Regions from separate parts of the Zea mays genome. Here region 1 is linked to region 2. A link is a contact called in public Hi-C data. All regions are on one chromosome and are shown on one strand. The core of a region is the stretch at or near the end of the contact, and the rest is flanking DNA. Distances in the headings are between cores, read along the strand shown.

Region 1 (3,954 bases), core at 1,040-3,539, 160 kb before region 2:
ACTCACACAACGTCAGCAACATCCATCGTCCCAGCGCACAAGAATTCATGTCCGGTCAGTAGCGACTTACGTGGCAGGTTGGGCTTCAGGTGGACGATGAGCTGGACGGCGTGATGGCGTCGTCATCGGATGCGGTGTCTAGAACAACCCGAGAGTCGTCGATGTTGGCGACAACCATGAGGCCCCCCTGCTTAACGATGGACAGTGCGGTGCAGCTGCTCTGGACCGCGTCCAAGCGGCGGCTTCGCGGGAGCATGTCGTACACAGCGGCGCATGTAGCCACATAGGACTGCTTCTAGAGGTCGGACTGACAGTCGGCAAGCTTCTTCTCGTCATCGATGAGCGACGCCAACGCGAGTGCTTCCTGCTCATGGTGTTTGTTCGGGGTTTCAAGTAAGAAATATGGATTCATGGTTGACGTTGGTTTATAAAAATGACTCACAAGTCTGATCCATGGAAAAAATATTACGAAGAATAAATGTCATGCATGCAAAAAAGAGATTTAAGTATAAAACATTATTCAAACAAAAGAAATTGCATGCAAAACTCTTCTTTAAATAATATTACCTTCATCCAAAAATATAATTCAAGAATCTATGTGATACTTATCTACTACTACGCATTGTGCAAGGGTAGCAAGTAAGCTTGGTAAGAGATGTAGTAGATGTGTTTCCTGTCATAGATGCTGACATAAACACACATGTGGTGTAGTGGTAGCTACTCTTGGCCTTTGCTTAAGAGGTCACGAGTTCAAATCTCCTTGAGGACATGTGTGTTTTTTTAATTTTAGCTAGACGTGAGCTGTACGGGGGAATGTGAATGAGCTTTGCGAGGAGGGGGGAATGGAAATGACAGAACATAGAATGATGATAGAACATGGGAATGAGAAACGGGAATGGTGGCAGAACGGGAGATGATAGAACATGAGAATGAGAAACGGGAATGGTGGCAGAACGGGAGCGGCAGAATAGGAATGGTGGCAAGTAGGGATGGCAGCGGGGTCGGATTTTGTTCGGGTATAATAATACCCGACCCGAAATTATACCCGAGACTTCTACAAATATCCATACCCACCAAGCCAATCAGGCGAGAAACTGTACCCGTACCCATGCCCATCGGGTATCCACCGGGTATCAGATATCCAGTAGATATGTTACTGTAGACTAAATAACATTCAGTTAGTGTTATAATAAATACATAAAATATTTTAGTTTCCATCTAATCACCAGTACAACACGAGAATGACTATATTTAGCTACACGTCGATACAATATCTCAACTTAATGAGTTTATGACAGTTGACAATCATAACATTGTCAATGTCTCATTGATCTCTATTACATTACAGTTGACTGTTAGCACAAATTAATATTCATTAATCAACAACACATGCGCCATGATAAATTGATAAATAAAAACATCATGCAGCAACCAGCTCCAGCAGGTGACATTTGACAATCATAACATTGTCAATGTCTCATTGATCTCTATTACATTACAGTTGACTGTTAGCACAAATTAATATTCATTAATCAACAACACATGCGCCATGATAAATTGATAAATAAAAACATCATGCAGCAACCAGCTTCAGCAGCCCGTGACATGGTGTATAGTAGCAGCAGCCTGCCGCCAGCAACAGCAGTCCGTGGTCGTGCCTGTGTCCATGGTGAAGTAGCAACAACCAGCATGCAACAAAACCAGGATTGTTGTGTATTTTTTTGGCTCCATTTTATTATGGTCCTTAATTTTTAGTGGATGTATCACATTTAAAAAGGTATATTGATATCTCGGATATCTACTGGATACCCGCGGGTAATTTATTTTACCCATACCCAACCCGATATATTTCGGGTATCCGACCCGATAGAACCCGCGGGTGAGTTTTCTATCCATATCCACCGGGTACGAAACCCGCGGGTATCCATACCCACGGGTCCAACTGCCATCCCGGGTGGCGAGGCTCAAAATATACAACTATATATATAAATATATATATTCTCCTCTTTTTTGCGACAGGGAGCGAGACAGCCGTACTCTCGTCGTGTCTGGTCACGCATAGGTCTATTTCTTCTTCTTTATTTGTTTAATTTATATAATTTCAGCTATTATATATATATATATATTCTCCTCTTTTTTGTGACAGGGAGCGAGGCAGCCATACTCTCGTCGTGTCTGGTCACGCATAGGTCTATTTCTTCTTTTTTATTTGTTTAATTTATATAATTTCGGCTATTATTTATTATATACATATGTTCTCCCCTCTTTTCTAGTGACAGGGAGCGAGGCAGCGAGGCAGCAGCTGCAGCCGGCCGCGCCCCCATCTCATCTCGGGGGTCGGGACCTGATTACCCCAATCCGTTTCCTCACCAAATACGCCACGGCGGCGCGGCGCGCTGGCTACCCACAATGGCGCTCACCACCGCCTCCACGGTCTCCTCTCCCTCCCGAATCATCCGCCGCTTCTCTTCTTCTCAAGACTCTCGCCCCCCTTCCTCGCTCCTACATCTCGCCCCGCGCCGAGGACCCGGGAATTCCCCGCGCGCCTGTAGCTGGCACCGGCTCGTTGTGCGCCGGATGGGCTGGGCGGCGCGAGCGCTCCTCGGCGGATTATCGGACGCCGGCGCCAGTGAGAGCGACGAGGAGGAGGAGCACGTCCTACGAGTGGGGCAGCGGGAGGGCGAGATCGACGACGCCGTGGAGCTCTCCGCGGCGGCCGTTGGGCCAGAGAGATGGGACGTGCTGGGCCTCGGCCAGGCGATGGTGCGTGCAACCCTGGTCTTCTCCCCCTCCCCCAGTTTATAGGAAAAAAATCAATATTTATGAAACCAGATATATATAATGCAATACTATATTCAACGAAGAATCTAATGATACTTATTGGTACCATATTTATTGATATTCTTTAAATAAACTTGATCAAACTCAGGATGCTTTGACTCCGTATTAGGCTACAACTATAATTAGATGCCTGAATAAACTGTTGGGCCAGTTACTCTACTTGCCTCTCAAGTATTGATCAGGAAGATGCAACTTGTGAAAAGTAGTTCAAACTTCTATCTGTACGGGTGTGTTGTTGAGAACTTAAGATCAATTCTGACTAGTCACTGTTCTGCGGGGCAAATAGGTTGACTTCTCAGGGATGGTGGATGACGAGTTCCTTGACAGATTGGGCATAGAGAAGGGCACGAGAAAGGTCATAAACCATGAGGAGAGGGGACGGGTCTTGCGTGCCATGGATGGATGCAGCTACAAGGCTGCAGCTGGAGGCTCCCTGTCCAACTCGCTCGTTGCGCTGGCAAGGCTTGGTAGTAGCCAGTCTGCTGGCTACCCTGAGCTTAATATTGTGATGGGCGGCAGTGTGGGCAGTGACCCACTAGGTAGTTTCTACAGGTAATTCACTAATTTGTCACTATTTCTATTGCAGGTTTGCATGATGTCCTATTTCTGCACTGAGTCTTTAGAGTATTGGCTGACATCATGCTTTCTGTTCAATCACACTTTTAGGGCAAAGTTGCGCCGTGCTAATGTGCACTTCCTGTCTAAGCCGGTCAAAGATGGAACAACTGGAACTGTCATTGTTCTAACAACGCCGGATGCACAGCGTACTATGCTTGCGTATCAGGTCAATTCCTTTTACTTCCTTTGCTGACAACTCTTCTATATCTGAACTTGTCAGATATTATTTCAGTTACACTTGCTTACTGCGCTTTCCCAGCCCTCTTTACACTCTTTAGACACCTCAGGGCACCAACTTGTGTCTGGACATTAAACAGTTCACTATCTGGCCTCTTAGACCGTCTCCAGCATTTCACCCACATGGTGACCAAAAACACTGCTATGTACTGTAGACTGCACTGTTCGCACAGTGAAGTTTGAATATGAGAATGGGTAAGCTATTGGAGATAGCTTTAAGAGTCTATACCATATCTAAATCATATGAATATCAATGTG
Region 2 (4,547 bases), core at 1,225-3,724:
TACAAGACATATGCACATGAAAGCAGGTTTTTGGTTCCTATAGGAGCTCAACCAAGAAATGTGATGTGGTTGAGAACAAGAGTTTGTGTGTTCAAGGGAAGGTTTCACAAAGAGATGTGCTAAACCAAACAAGCAAAAGAAGCACTCATAGACAAGATGTGGACGTAATGTGTGTATATATGAGAGGTTAAATCAAGATAGTAGGTAATATATCGCTTCTTTTGTTGTGGACCATAACCATGGTCTAATCTCATGTAGACTTGTTCAAACGTTGGGTTTGGGTCGGGTCAAGGTCGAGTTGTGGGTTGTTTGGCATGACTCGTACTTGACCCGTGTCTAGTGTTGGGTCGGTCAGATTGTCCCGTGCTTCTCTATTGGGCATGTCAGGTTGGGTTTTTTTGGCTTTGGGTCGGGTTTTGGGTCAAAAATCATGGCATGTGCTCAACCCATGGATTGTTGCATGTCAAAAACTATAGCCCGTACATGCCAGTTGCAGTGGTTGGGTCAAGTTTTTTCCAGGCGGGTCGGGTCAGGTCACCCATGCTTAGATCTAATCTCATGTGATAAAATTCATTCTCTAATCCAGAATTTTCAGTCAAAGAGCCAAGATTCACAAGCCACAAGGCAAATATCGGTACCTCGCAAGCATGTAGACTTTACAAGTTTGTGATGGATTTGATAATGTTGAATGCATGTAGTGGGACATACAGAACTACTATTGGGGACTTAAGGAAAAAAATGCAAATTCTCAATTATCTGTGGCACAAATGGAGAGAAAGAAATAGACAAATTATGCCTTTTTCTATGATTTTGTTGTGGATTACAATGTAAAGTTACTCTACATATTTTTCTCTGATGCTGCAAGTAGAAATAATTATAGTTATTTGGTGATTTAGTGTCAATCCACGTAACATATAGCATAAACCAATACAATATGATATTTTCACCTTTTACGGATGCGCACTATCATATGCAAATTGTTTTCTTAGCAAATCGACACCGGCGATCTCCATTCCCAGTTCTCCGGCCTTCGACCGGGGTAAGGGGGTGGCTGACGACCACAAAGTCGGTCCCTCGGGTGGCCCAAGGTCCCGGTCCTAGTGCGCACTGCGCTCTTCCCTAACGAGGAGGAGAGCACCGCCATCTTCACCATTGAGAGGAATCCCTTCAAGCTGGGAGGTCCATGCCTCATGTGGCTAGATTGCAACTCCCCGGATGGCGAGCCGGCGTTCGCCCTCGACGACCAGGAGGAGCAGGAGATGTGGCAGGATTTCCAGATCCTCGGCCGGGTAAGGGGAACGAGTATTCTATATGACGACACATTCCTTTGCGTAGGGCGTGTCTTGATGTCGTCGACTTTCCTTTCAATGAGAATGTTGAGTCATATGAGTGGTTGTTTTGTACAACTCTGACCGTGGGCATTAGAGCAGAAAATACGTGTCCTATATTAGATGTCTCGGCATGACTGCATCCAATGCAACTATACTCCTAAAACCGTGTCCAACAGTTCACCTATATAGTCACCTAAAATACTGTTTTGTAATGTAGACTATATTGTTCGTAGAGTGAAGTTTAATATGTGTATGAGGAGGGTCGTGCCTACCTGGCACCCCGTGGCACGACACGATTTTAGTCCGTCCTGAGCACGACACGACTCGTTATTCGTGCCATGCTTAGGCCATTGGTGTGTCACGACATGCTGGTCCGAGCACGACTCGATTTATTTTTTTATTTTGCATTGCATATTTGTGTATATTAGAAACAACTATAATCATTTAGGCCCTGTTTGGGAACAAAGTTTTTGAAAACCACAGTTTTTGAAATACTATACTATACTTTAGTTATGACAATACTGTAGTTTATAATACCGCAGTTTTGAAAACTGAGGTCTAGAGCTAAGTTTAGAATGCCTTAAAACAACTATAGTATTTGCAATACTTCAGTTTTGAAAACAGAGATTTTACCCAGCTTGCCAAACACCATTATGTATATAATACTGCAGTATTTGAGAATACTGCAGTATTCTTCCAAAACTGCAGAAAAACTTTGTTCCCAAACACCCCCTTAAACACAAATGAACCATGACTCAATTGTCTAGAGTAGTGCAGCTAAGCTTTTGAAGCCGTCCCACCATGGTTTGAACCCCACACAAGCCTCTTTTTGCTCATTTTTCTTCGCACTTTGTTCAAGCACCATGGACTTCGGACAGGCTCGGTACGATGTGGACCAATCTGTACTGTGCTTAGGCCTAAGACGCGATTACCATGGTCTGGCACATAGTGGCACAACCTGTTAGCTAGTCAGACCTAAACGGGTCGAGCCTAAACAAGCCGGGCCAAAGACGGATTCGTGCCGGGTTGGTCCGATCTGTTTGGATTTCAACATGTATAGCTAGAGATATAGGCTAAAAAGGCTCTAAAAGGGAGAGCGTCGAGTGAACGCAAGTGGGCAAAGGTGGCTAGCAAATTAGCAACAGCAAGACAGGGAGCGAGGGATGGTAGAAAGCACAGATACCAATTCCCCATTGCTCGCCGTGTATTAAACATACTCGCACTCCAGCTCCCCATTTCTCTCCTCCCCTCCCCTTCCCTAATCATCTCAGCGAATCCAATCGAGGCGATGGACCAGCAGGGTGCGGGCGGGGACGCGGAGGTGCCGGCGGGGCTGGGTCTGACGGCGGCGGAGTACGAGCAGCTGCGGTCGACGGTGGACGCGCACCACCGCTACGCCGTGGGGGAGGGTCAATGCTCCTCGCTGCTGGCGCAGCGCATCCACGCGCCGCCGGAGGCCGTCTGGGCCGTCGTCCGCCGCTTCGACTGCCCGCAGGTGTACAAGCACTTCATCCGGAGCTGCGCGCTCCGCCCAGACCCCGAAGCCGGCGACGCCCTCTGCCCCGGCCGCCTCCGCGAGGTCAGCGTCATCTCGGGCCTGCCCGCTAGCACCAGCACCGAGCGCCTCGACCTACTCGACGACGCCGCTAGGGTCTTCGGCTTCTCCATCACCGGAGGCGAGCACCGCCTTCGGAACTACCGCTCCGTCACCACCGTCTCCGAGCTCGCAGACCCCGCGATCTGCACCGTCGTGCTCGAGTCCTACGTCGTTGACGTCCCCGACGGCAACACCGAGGACGACACCCGCCTCTTCGCCGACACCGTCATCAGGCTCAACCTCCAGAAGCTCAAGTCCGTCGCCGAGGCCAACGCCGCCGAGGCCGCCGCAACCACCAATTCCGTCCTTCTGCCGCGGCCGGCGGAGTAGCGGCGGCTGCCATCGGCAAGGGAAGAAAGCAACAGCAAGTTTTGTGCGTTTCTGTTATTTCAATTCTCTGGGAAAGGGTTTCTCTGAATTAAATCTGATCATGGATGGATTTGGACTGGACAAGGAGGGGCCGGGTCAGCCTAAATTAGGTGTGATTGCAAGGGCGCGACCTGTAATAATCTCTCTTTCATCTCCTAGATTCCTTCTTTTCATCTTTACTTCTTCCAGAATTTGGTTAATTCCTGCTTTATGTGATTGGAATCATTCCTTAGGAATTGCTGCTTCTCATATGTCTTTGCATTGCATGTTTGATGTGGCTATCTTGAGGCATGTGATCCATGCCTAATTCGATCCTCTTAGATTGCTAGCGCTACTGGATCACTGATCAATTGTCCTTAAGTTCCAGTCATGTCTTAGCAGTTGTTCACCGATGATGACTATGCATGGCTAATGTCGTTGTTGCAGCCGAACTTGTTGACTGATTTGAGAATGCAAGGAACATTGTAGTGGTCCATCCTCTTTTTTTCCAACAAGGTTCTTTGTGTTTTCGTGCAGGTATACACCATATATTTGAGTAAAATATAAATCTCAGGTAGTTCAAGCATAGTAGTAGACATGGCAAACCTCGTCGATTCCTTAAATCGTACTGGTGCAATACTGTCTTGAGATGCTTAAGCCTGGCAGGGTGTTTTTGTCTCTTGCCATATTTTCCTGCTACGTGTACAGCGTTTGGGAACAAGCGTCAGATAAGCTAGGCCGACGCTTGTTTTGTTTTCATGCAATGGATACGGATGTCACCATCTTTCTGTTGCAGCTCCCAAACAGTTTTTATCTGTACACGTTTTATATTCAACATTCGCCTAAAATCACTCTTCTGTTCATGTGATGTGGTGGCCGTCGATGTTGATTTAAGATTGGTGCGCTTTTCTGGTGGTTTGTATTATATTCGGGAGTTAACACTCAACCCAACACATCCCACATTTATCTCTGTTGCATTCGACATCCATCTCTATGGCTGATTTCAATGGTTCCCTCCCCAAATCCCCATATTCGTATTGAATTCATATTTAAATATCTCCTCCTTAAGTATAGTTCCTCTATTTCTTCTCTCCTACTATTCTTCCTATAGTCATTTGATATTTTTATATCAATTTTTAAAGTTTGAAAGAAAATATATAATATTTGTAGTACTTAATACACATTATTATCAGATGATAAAGCATAAAAAGGTTAGTTGCAGACAAAATTCGTGATTAACAAAATGGGAGGAGATTACGTGTGAGGGGGGA

Evidence for each region. A called contact is a pair of places that touch in the nucleus more often than the background predicts.
Region 1: a Hi-C map of bundle sheath shows a contact between it and region 2, with 3 times the contacts expected there. The contact joins the promoter of LOC100273451 here to the promoter of LOC100284319 in region 2. A contact is called at or near these places in 2 of 25 Hi-C or Micro-C datasets (bundle sheath and leaf).

Annotation. Positions count from the first base shown.
Region 1 is chr1:101,152,869-101,156,822 of Zm-B73-REFERENCE-NAM-5.0, reverse strand. It overlaps LOC100273451, which reads left to right and starts at 2,289. Exons shown (of 5, transcript NM_001147888.1): 1 at 2,289-2,763; 2 at 3,128-3,393; 3 at 3,508-3,625. The coding sequence starts at 2,410.
Region 2 is chr1:100,987,986-100,992,532 of Zm-B73-REFERENCE-NAM-5.0, reverse strand. LOC100284319 reads left to right here and starts at 2,474. Exons shown (of 1, transcript NM_001157214.2): 1 at 2,474-3,956. The coding sequence starts at 2,620. The coding sequence ends at 3,258.